Linked DNA regions of Macaca mulatta: region 2 is linked to region 1. The links are chromatin contacts, called in public Hi-C maps. All regions are on one chromosome and are shown on one strand. The core of a region is the stretch at or near the end of the contact, and the rest is flanking DNA. Distances in the headings are between cores, read along the strand shown.

Region 1 (4,788 bases), core at 1,901-4,400:
GAAACCCCTCCTCCACTAAAAATACAAAAATTAGCTAGGTGTGGTGGCGGGCGCCTGCAATTCCAGCTATTCGGGGGGGCTGAGGCACGAGAATCGCTTGAACTCGGGAGACGTAGGTTGTGCCACCGCACTCCAGCCTGGGCAACAGAGCAACTCTTGTTACCCCCACCTCCGCAAAAAAAAAAAAAAAAAAAAAAAAAAAAAAAAAAGAAATTTAAAGGGACATGAACTTCAATGAGAATGAGCATGATAAACAAAACCTTTATCCCAGGTACTAATCTAATGCTGATTAATGCTTCACCCTTTAAACGACGTGTTGTACTTTTCCCATTGGCTTAGAATTTGAACCAATAAGAAAGGAGGAAATCTTTATAAATATTCACAACCGAAGGCTGGTATTGCGAATGCTGAGTGAAGATTGCTTTGTTCTTCATTCGAGTCTCACTTTCAGAACTTTATGGTATTGATGTTCTTCTTATTGCCATAGTAAGCAAACTTTAAAAACATTCAGCTTGGGTGTTTCTTTGTGGCTTGAAATATATTTTCCAATGTTAAGAAGAGTTTATTTCTTATTGTTCTGACTTAAGATGTGATGAATCCTTAACAAATGTTCAAAGGAAAATAATTTAAATGCCAGTTTTTATTATCATGGTGAACATATTTCAAAAACAAAATATTAATTTCCTCGACTTCTTTCAAGTTTATAATTACTAGGGTTCTTTCATTTCTAAAGTGGTATATATTACAGTTTTTAGTCTCTTATAATGGCTGTTTAGAAGCAGAGTTAATGTTAGGTTCTCAGCAACAGCTATTTATCTCTTGAGATTCTGGGTTATTACAATTTTTTGTTCTTGAAATTTAATAAAAACATTAAGGAGTTTTTCCATAGTGATTTTTTTTTTTGTTTGAGACAGAGTCTCGCTCTGTCGCCCAGGCTGGAGTGCAGTGGCCGGATCTCAGCTCACTGCAAGCTCCACCTCCCGGGTTTACGCCATTCTCCTGCCTCAGCCTCCCGAGTAGCTGGGACTACAGGCGCCCACCACCTCGCCCGGCTAAGTTTTCGTATTTTTTAGTAGAGATGGGGTTTCACCGTGTCAGCCAGGATGGTCTCGATCTCCTGACCTCGTGATCCGCCCGTCTTGGCCTCCCAAAGTGCTGGGATTACAGGCTTGAGCCACCGCGCCCGGCCATAGTGATTTTTTTTTTTTTTTTTTTTTGAGACGGAGTCTCGCTGTGTCTCCCAGGCTGGAGTGCAGTGGCGTGATCTCGGCTCACTGCAAGCTCCGCCTCCCGGGTTCACGCCATTCTCCCGCCTCAGCCTCCCAAGTAGCTGAGACTACAGGCGCCCGCCACCACGCCCGGCTAGTTTTTTGTATTTTTAGTAGAGACGGGGTTTCACCATGTTAGCCAGGATAGTCTCGATCTCCTGACCTCGTGATCCACCCGCCTCGGCCTCCCAAAGTGCTGGGATTACAGGCTTGAGCCACCGCGCCCGGCCAATAGTGATTTTTTTTTTTAAGGATCAACATGAAGTCTGTGATTTAACACTGGGACTCGAGACCTCTTAAAAATACAAAATTCATACAAAAGGAAAAAATTGCCCTATTTTTCTATGTGGATGGTTTCATCAGAAAATTTACCATCTTGAGTTCTCTCCTTATATATTACTGCTTTCTTGAAAAAGCACTAGAATGTTCTCATTGTGAATAAGTGTTCCAGTTAGACCTAAACGACAAAAACCACTTGCACTTGCCCCAAATTTACACTCTGTTTAAAGCAACTCCCATAACAACCAACAATGTCTCTTCGATGCAAAGGGACACTTTGTCATGAGGTTATTTCGTTTCCCTATTCTGGAAAAAACCACTGCAAGTGGAATGAAAAGTAATTGCAGAGGGAGGGGACGGAGGAAGTAAAAAACAGGCAAAACCACCACCACCACCACCACCACCACCACCACCACCACCACCACCACCACCACCACCGCCACCACCACCACCACCACCACCGCCCCCCCCACCCAGAAAGCAAAGGTGAAAAATTTGCGTACCCTGAAAACACTAAACATTTCATATCAGAACCCAGAACAAATAAACCAGGGAAAGCAGAGTTGAGAGAGGAAAAAAAAATGGTGCAGGCTTGGAGACGGACTCATACTACAGCGGTTGCAAGAGGGAAGCGTACGTCTTTGCTTTTTCTTGGCACCCGAAAACTCAAGCTCGAACTGGGGGCAAAGGCCAGCGGCTGCGGTTCCACCGGCTAAGGCGCCCACATTCCCCGAGCTCATACCGCACGCTGGCAGGGCCGATGGGGCTGGGCGGCCTCCCTCCACCCCGTGACCGTCACCGACCCCTTTGTCTCCCCGTGGGGCTCCGAGGCCGCGCGCCCGGAAGCCTCCCGCGGGAGGGCCGCGCGCTAGGAGGCGGGTTCCCGTGCCCGCCGCAGCGGCCATGGCCCGGCCGGACCCTTGGCTTCCACAGCTCCAGTAAGGCAATGCCGAGGCCGGTCGCTCGCCTCGCCATCCCTCCCAACTTGCAGCCCGGACCCCGCGCGCGTCAGAGCTCGCCCCAGCTCTGCTTTCTTCTCTCCCCTTGCCCCGCGAGGCCGACCTCGTGTTTGTTTTATTTTTTGGGGCTCGGGCGAGTGCCGAGGGCTAGAAACAGCTGTGGTTTACCGCGCCGCTTATTTTGGCAAAAATTCCGGGCCTGTTGCAGTGTTCCCCAGCGCCAAACATCTCCCGCCTTCCCCCCGGCAGAACCCGACACTTGAAGAAGGGCTTGCTCCTTCAGGCACCCCCTGACAAGAAAAGTGGGGACCACGGCCGGCTCTTGGGCGAGCCTTGGGTGGGCGGTGGGCGGCCAGAAGCCGCCGAACCGGCCGGGCAGGACTTGCTCTCCAAAGGGAGCGGGAGAGGTGGGAGCGCCCGCGGGCTCAGGTCACCCAGGCCGCCGCGCCGAGGCGGAGCTCGGGGACGAAGCAGAGGTCGTGGCGGACAGCCGGCGGGATTGGGGGGGCGGTGGGCGGCGATCCACCTGGGCGACGTGGCAGCCATTGCCGGCGCCTCGAGACCCCTCCCCACACGGCCGCCCACCCGCCCTCTCGCGGCGGGCTTCTGCGCGGCTGCTCTTCCCCGGCCGGACGGAGAGCGGCAGTGTCTCCCCGCCAGGCGCGCTCGCCGCGTCTCCCCCGCGGCCGCAGCTGCTCGCTAGCCCTGCGCGGCGCGGGAGAGCGCAGTGGCGCCGGCGGGAAAGGGTTGCGGACCTGCGGCGCCGCGTTGTGCGCTAGACGACGCGGCCCCGGTTTCGACGCCCTCTGCCCGTTCCAGGAGCAGGTAAAGGCGGCGGGTGGGAGGCAGGGAGGCTGGTCCGAGGTGAGGGCCCTGGAGGTTAGGGGTCCCGGGGCGCCGAGCCGAAGCGGAGGGCCTGAAGCAGCGGCGGGAGGCGCGGCGAGTGAACCCCCAAGCCTTGAACGTGAGGCCCGGCGCGGGCCGCCTCCGATCCGACCTGCGGGCCCGGCTGCCCGGACGGAAGGGAAGTGAGGCGTCGGCGAGAGGCGGGCCCTGGCGCTCAGCCCGAGGCCGGGCGAAGGCGGGGGCCGCGGCCGCTTCCTTGGCCTCCGAGTGCCTGGCGGGCCTCCAGGCCCCAGACACACCCCTCTCGACCCCCCGAGGTTTCTTCCCAGCTCTGTTCCCGCCAGGACCTGACCTTGCGCCCCTCCAGGCGCCTTCGATGTTTGCCAGGCGGAGCCTTCTGGGAACTTCAGGCCACCTTCCTGAGCACGTAGTCCTAGCTGAAGCGTTTATTTACTCACTTCAAGTCCAAACACAAAACCACTCACACGTTCGGATTTTGGAGACTGCAGGGAGACTTTCCCCTCCCCGGCATTTGTGCGTCTTTGGCCCTCGTCCCGCCTCCCCTGCCCCCTCCTGCAAGTTTGACCCTCACTGGGACCCTTCTAGAGCCCCTCTCTCATCGGAACCCTCTATGAGCCGTTTGTTTGGAAATTCATCCTCAATAGAGTGAGTCATCTTAGCGGGGGCACAGTTTATCCCTCATGCGCTTTTGGTTAAAATAGTTTTTTTTTCCCCCCCCCCGAAAGAGAGCTAGAGTAATATAATGTAGATGACAGGTCAGTGTCAGTGTTGGCTTCAAAAGCTCTTCCTTTCGGCGGCAGTCTTTGTAACTAGGATCTGATATTTGTGGTACGGACAGGTTTGTACACATTCTCGCCATGCAGTGGTTGTAATGTCTCCATGGCACAGTTCTGGCTTGAAGGCAGGATTGGCTGCTTTTTCTACTCGACATCTTTGAGCCAATCAGCAAGGGCTGCTTGCCTGGAGACTGGTTAACTCAGTAAAGGTGGCGATTGGTTGAGCTCCTAGAAGAAAATCCTGGAGATGAACCTAGCCTCTCAGAAAACAATGACTGATTTGCAGCTGTATTAAAAAAATGTTTTCTTTAAATCCCAACATCAGCCTTTTCACTCCGTTTTTATTACTTCCAGTGTTTTTCTTTCAAACACCAGCTGTCTTTTGTAACTCGTTTTAACTCTCATCCTTTAATTTTAACTAAAAGACTTTTTATGCGCTTTAGGAAATGTAAACATCGTGCTTTCTGTGTTTTGATAAACGTGGTTCCATCTGCCTTTCTAACATTGTTTATTGCTAAAGGTCAGAAATAAACAGTTTAGAGTTTCGCTGCCAGGACCTTTATTATTTAAGTGCCGTGCTAGGATGGGGGGTTGGAGTGAGGGGCTGTAGTGGTGAACATGGTGGGAAGAATAGGAAAT
Region 2 (5,210 bases), core at 2,189-4,688, 270 kb after region 1:
TTTTTACTAAATATGGGGTTTCACCATGTTGGCCAGGCTGGTCTTGAACTCCTGATCTCAGATGATCTGCCCACCTCGGCCTCCTAAAGTGCTGGGATTATAGGAATGAGCCACCATACCCGGCCCATCATTGATTTTTAAAACTGCTAGTATCATGAATTTAAGACTGTTTGTCATCTACATTGATGATAAATATGCATAAATTTAATTCTCATTTTATTTTATACCTTTCTGGGTTTCCTATTTCTATATCAGTTTAGGATTGCAAAAATAATATGATCATCCTTCTTTCTCTCCCCCTCCCCCCAAATTCAGACTGGCTCAAGTTGCAGATTCTGAGTTACAAAAGAATTGATTCTTGGTACTGGACCTATTCATTCAAATCTGCACAATCAATCTTTAGGTTGGGCCCTTTGGAAAAATAGAATTTCGTTTTGGATGTCATGGAACTTTCAGGTCCCTTTTCTCTTCGAATGGAGTTTGAGTTTTAGAAACCAGAGGCATGTAGTCTTTAAATTTTTCAAAATCAACTTCCCTATCCCAGTTCAGCCATTATAATATATTGGTTTGGTCTGTTGGTGTGATTGATAATTTAGGTATGTTTTATCAATATCTCGTTATAATTATATGATCATCTAAACCTTGCTACTCAAAGTGTGGTCCATGGGCCAGCAGCATCTGCATCATGTGGGATGCAGAATCTCAGCCTCAGTCAGTCCTACTGACTCAGAATCTGCATTTGAACAAAACCGCCTGTGATTCGATGGCCGTTTAAAGCCCAGATGACTCATAGAAAGAATGCAGCTACCTAGATATGAGGGATGGAGCCTGTGGCTGGCAATCCTCTTCAGGACATGCAACTAATTTGACATCATGGATAGTTTGAGGTTTCATTATAACTGCTAAGATTTTCTTCTACCTTGACCAACAGAAGAAGGCTTGGGACTGAATCCTGAGAAATCCAACATTGAGGGAAGAAGCAGATGAGGAGGAACTGCCCAGGAAATTAGAAGAAAAGCTGCAGTTTTACTGCCGTGGAAACCCAGAGAAATGACTGTACTAAAATGAGTAGTGAGCACCTCATTGTGAACATCGGCCATGTTCCTATTGTGACTGTTATGATTAGCAATTTTAAAATGAAGAACAAATGCTGTGTTAGAGGAGTTGGAGAAGCTCATGGAGTCTTATCACAGAGGCCTCTCCCAAGAGTCATTTTCCCGGACCTCTGGAAGAAGGATCGATGGTCCCCCACGGTGTTGAACGAAGTGCTTATTTGCAGAACAACTCACAAAAAAGTTAAATTCAGAGGAAATGGTCTGTTCACTGAAGTGTTACATTTTCTTCTGAGAGGGGAGGTGAGGATGTGAAGGGAAAGGATGACAACAAGCCAAGGTAAACTTACTTTGAAAGAATAGTACAACCTTCCCACTACTTTGTTTTCTGGGCCCCCCATAGCACTTCATGCACTGATTTTTTAAAAAACATATACAAAAGGTTTAAATATTGTTTTCAAAATTCCGTACCCTAGGCTGGGCGTGGTGGCTCACGCCTGTAATCCCAACACTTTGGGAGGCCAAGGCGAATGGATCACTTGAGGTCAGGAGTTCACAACCAGCCTGGCCAACATGGTGAAAACTTGTCTCTACTAAAACTACAAAAAATAAACAAAAAATTAGCCAGGCATGGTGGTGCGCACCTGCAGTCCCAGCTACTTGGCAGGCTGAGGCGGGAGAATTACTTGAACCCAAGAAGCTGAGGTTGCAGTGAGCCAAGATGACACCACTGCACTCCAGCCTGGGTGACAGAGTGAGACTCTGCCTCAACAAAAACAAAAACAACAAAAAAATTCCCTACCCTAAAGAATTCGGTAAAATCTAGTCCTCCAAACCAGGGAAAGAGTTAGTTCCTGGAATACTCTATTTTGATCTTGCAGAATTATACTCCATTAGAAATTAATCCGGATAAGGTACGAGAAAACAATAAAGTAGGAACATTCTAGAAAGTGTATTGATTAGGACAACCTGACTCTAATAATCTATTTCTTAGCTTAAATCTGTTAATAGATTTTATTATCATAAGCACTTGGCTGTTAGCCAGAAATCCTGGATAAATGGGTGGATCACTGTACATTTGGTATTTGAAGCTGTTACGTTTCAAACTGGTTTTTTTTTTCTTTGTATGTGCTGTCTCTTTAGAGCTGGTTAAAAACAGCCGATTTCACATATGACGTTATCTGCAGTGCCCTGTGCAGAGGCCTGCGGGGAGCGTACAGAGACATCTGGTGGCTGAGAAGGTGAAGTACCTTGGCTTTGTCAGAAGATAAAGGATTTGAATTGTGTCTAAATTTGGTTTCTTTTTGTGACTGAGACTTTTACTCTTTTCTTAATTATTGTAGCAGAATTGCACATTTAAAAAAAATACTTTGATTTTTAAAGATTATTTTTAGAGCTTTCACTCTTTCTTTCTGAAAAAAAAATCATCAACCAGGTGAATTGACCAGTTCCATCAGCTAGGCTAAATCTCATCAGGGCCAGGACCAGAGTGAGGCAGAGAGGCACTTGCTTCCACTGCACATTTAAGGGGGAGCCAAAAATATTAGTAATGAATATAGAAATTTGTTTTGAGACAGGGTCTCTATCTGTCACCCAGAGCAGAATGCAGTGGTGTGATCATAGCTTACTACAGCTTTAAACTCCTGGGCTCAAGTGATCCTCCCGCCTCAGCCTCCCCCATGTGGGGAGGACTGAAGGTATGTGTCACCATGCCTGGTTAAAAGAACCTTTTTTTTTTTGGTAGAGATGAGGTCTCATTTTGTTGCCCACGCTGGCCTTGAAGTCCTCAAGTGATCGACCCACCTCGACCTCTCAAAGTGCTGGGATTACAAGTGTAAGCCACCATGCTTGGCCTTAATACAATATTTCTAAACATCAAAATTAATGCAAAATATTTCATCATAAATAAAAATACCAAAGTTTAAAAACAGGATTAGTGGCTGGGGACAGTGGCTCACGCCTGTAATCCTAGCACTTTGGGAGGCTGAAGTGAGTGGATTGCCTGAGGTCAGGAGTTCAAGACCAGCCTGGCCAACATGGTGAAACCCTGTTTCTACTAAAAATATAAAAATTAGCCGGGTGTGGTGATGCATGCCTGTAGTCCCAGCTACTTGGGAGGCTGAGGCAGGAGAATCGCTTGAACCTGTGAGGTGGAGGTTGCAGTGAGCTGAGATCACGCCATTGTACTCTAGCCTGGGCGACAGAGACAAATTCTGTCTAAAAAAACAGACAAACAAACAAACAAACCAATACAAACAACAACAACAACAAAACAGGATTAGTATTGCCAATGTTCTCTCTCTCTCTCTTTTTTTCTTTTTGTTTTTTCAGGCTCCAAGATGGCTCTGAAAGGCACCGAGAAAACCTAACGTATCTGAGGGCCTAGCTTCTGGCCTGGCTTTTACGTGGTCAGCGGATGTGCGTCCATCCCCCCTGCACTGGTTTCCCTTGTCCTTTCTGTGGCTCTCCTGGATTCCTCTCGTTCAGCTCCTTGGTGTACAGAGCCTATGTCCATGGCGATGGTGAGGTAAATGAGAAGAAGAAATGGAGAAAGTTAAAGTGTCTTCGAGGAAAAAACTTGGGAATAAAATCTTCCAGTTTTCCTGCTTTACCTTTCAATATCTTCCCTGCTTCCTTCCAAACACGCTTCCAGAAGCAGGAGCCTAGGTCATTCATACCCACGGAGCTGCTCTCAGCTAAGTAGGCCTAGCCAAAGAGACGCTGAGGGCAGGTGGGGTGGGAGATGGAGCAGTGCGTTGCTTCCTGGGAGAAAGCACCTCCTTGCCTCTTTTCGGTTTTAACATGTCCCTTTTAGGGACATGCCAGGACAGGGCAGAGGATGGGGGAGCGGGAGATGAGTGAGGTCCTGGGGCCATGGGGCCATGCTGCTTCTCAGGGGGCAGAAGCTGTGGGAGAGGTTGGGGGCCGGTAGCTCTCAGAATAGCCTGGGAAGGGTATCCGCTGGGTTTGCACAGTGTTGTCTCCGAATCTCCCAGCTCCCGTTCTCTATGATTAGCATCCTTGTAGCGTGCTACTTGTTAACAGAAGAGCAGAGCGTGTCCCTTGTGCCTCTTCCCAGGCTTGTCATTTGCCTAACTCTTACAATGTTAGCAGAGAGACGGTGATTGCAATGAGCAGGGAAATACTGCACAATTGTGACTGCAGGGTCCGCTATGAGAAGAGGAAGCAGAGCCAGTGGGGTGAGAACCTCCTGGGATGAGAAGGGGTCAGACACTCAAGAACAAAATAAAATGTCTGAAAAGTCCCAAGGAGCAAGTGGGCTACCGTTGAGGACAGAAATTTCCCATGGATAAGGTCTTCTCTACGCAGCGAAGAAAGACCCCAGAAACAGGAGGAAGCCAGGAGATACCCTATGCCACACCGTACAGTTTTATAGCTTTCAAATATATTCCCTCAGGGGATTTCAGGGAGAATAGTATGTACCCTCTGACAAAGCACAGACATCAGAGCCCGCTGTAGTCCCCAGATCGCTCACTTGGACATACCCGATACCCTGGATCATATATCAGCTGCTCTCCTGACCCAGAAAACTGCATGTCTCTTATCACCACTCATGTCTCTACATGAACTTGGCTCTTCTGTTGGCAACTTTATGAGTTTCTTTTTACCAGTGGGTGCTTTCTGACTACTGTAGCCTGTGTGGTTCGGCGAGGGGAATCTTCGTGGCATTCACTGAGGGTCTTGCTGTGTTCCAGGTGTGTGCTTGGTACTTTATCTGCTTTCTCTTGAATCCTCACAGTAACCCTTTTGGGTAAAATATTACAATCTTCATTTATACAAATGAGAAAATGAGACTCTGAGAAATAATTACTACTCATATGACTAGCAAGTGGTGGTCCTAGGACTTGAACCAGGGCCATAGGACTCCTCCTGCGTCCTTAGGTTCTTTCTGTTGCATCAAGTCAGCAGAGACATGGGGAGATGCCTCCACACCCTCCCCCTGCATCCGTGGCAGATGCTGCTAACTGGACTTGGTGGTTGTTTCCCTTGAGCTAGGACTATGTATAAGGGAAAAATTATGGTCCATGTTCTCAAGGAATTTTGTTCTGATGTAGGTTAAAATATAACACAGCAGTAGACTGACAATGTAAGGCTGTGAATAACACCCTGGCCGTGAATGCTAAAAAAAATCAGGTA

What was found. Hi-C and Micro-C count contacts between places; a contact is called where the count stands out from the background.
Region 2: a Hi-C map of fetal cortex germinal zone shows a contact between it and region 1, with 2.9 times the contacts expected there. The contact joins the promoter of CHRNA9 here to the promoter of N4BP2 in region 1. A contact is called at or near these places in 2 of 14 Hi-C or Micro-C datasets (fetal cortex germinal zone and fetal cortical plate).

What each region holds. Positions count from the first base shown.
Region 1 is chr5:39,298,146-39,302,933 of T2T-MMU8v2.0, forward strand. It overlaps N4BP2 (NEDD4 binding protein 2), which reads left to right and starts at 3,151. Exons shown (of 18, transcript XR_013417825.1): 1 at 3,151-3,331.
Region 2 is chr5:39,566,093-39,571,302 of T2T-MMU8v2.0, forward strand. CHRNA9 (cholinergic receptor nicotinic alpha 9 subunit) reads left to right here and starts at 3,439. Exons shown (of 6, transcript XM_001094288.5): 1 at 3,439-3,579. It also overlaps a transcript of RHOH not described here.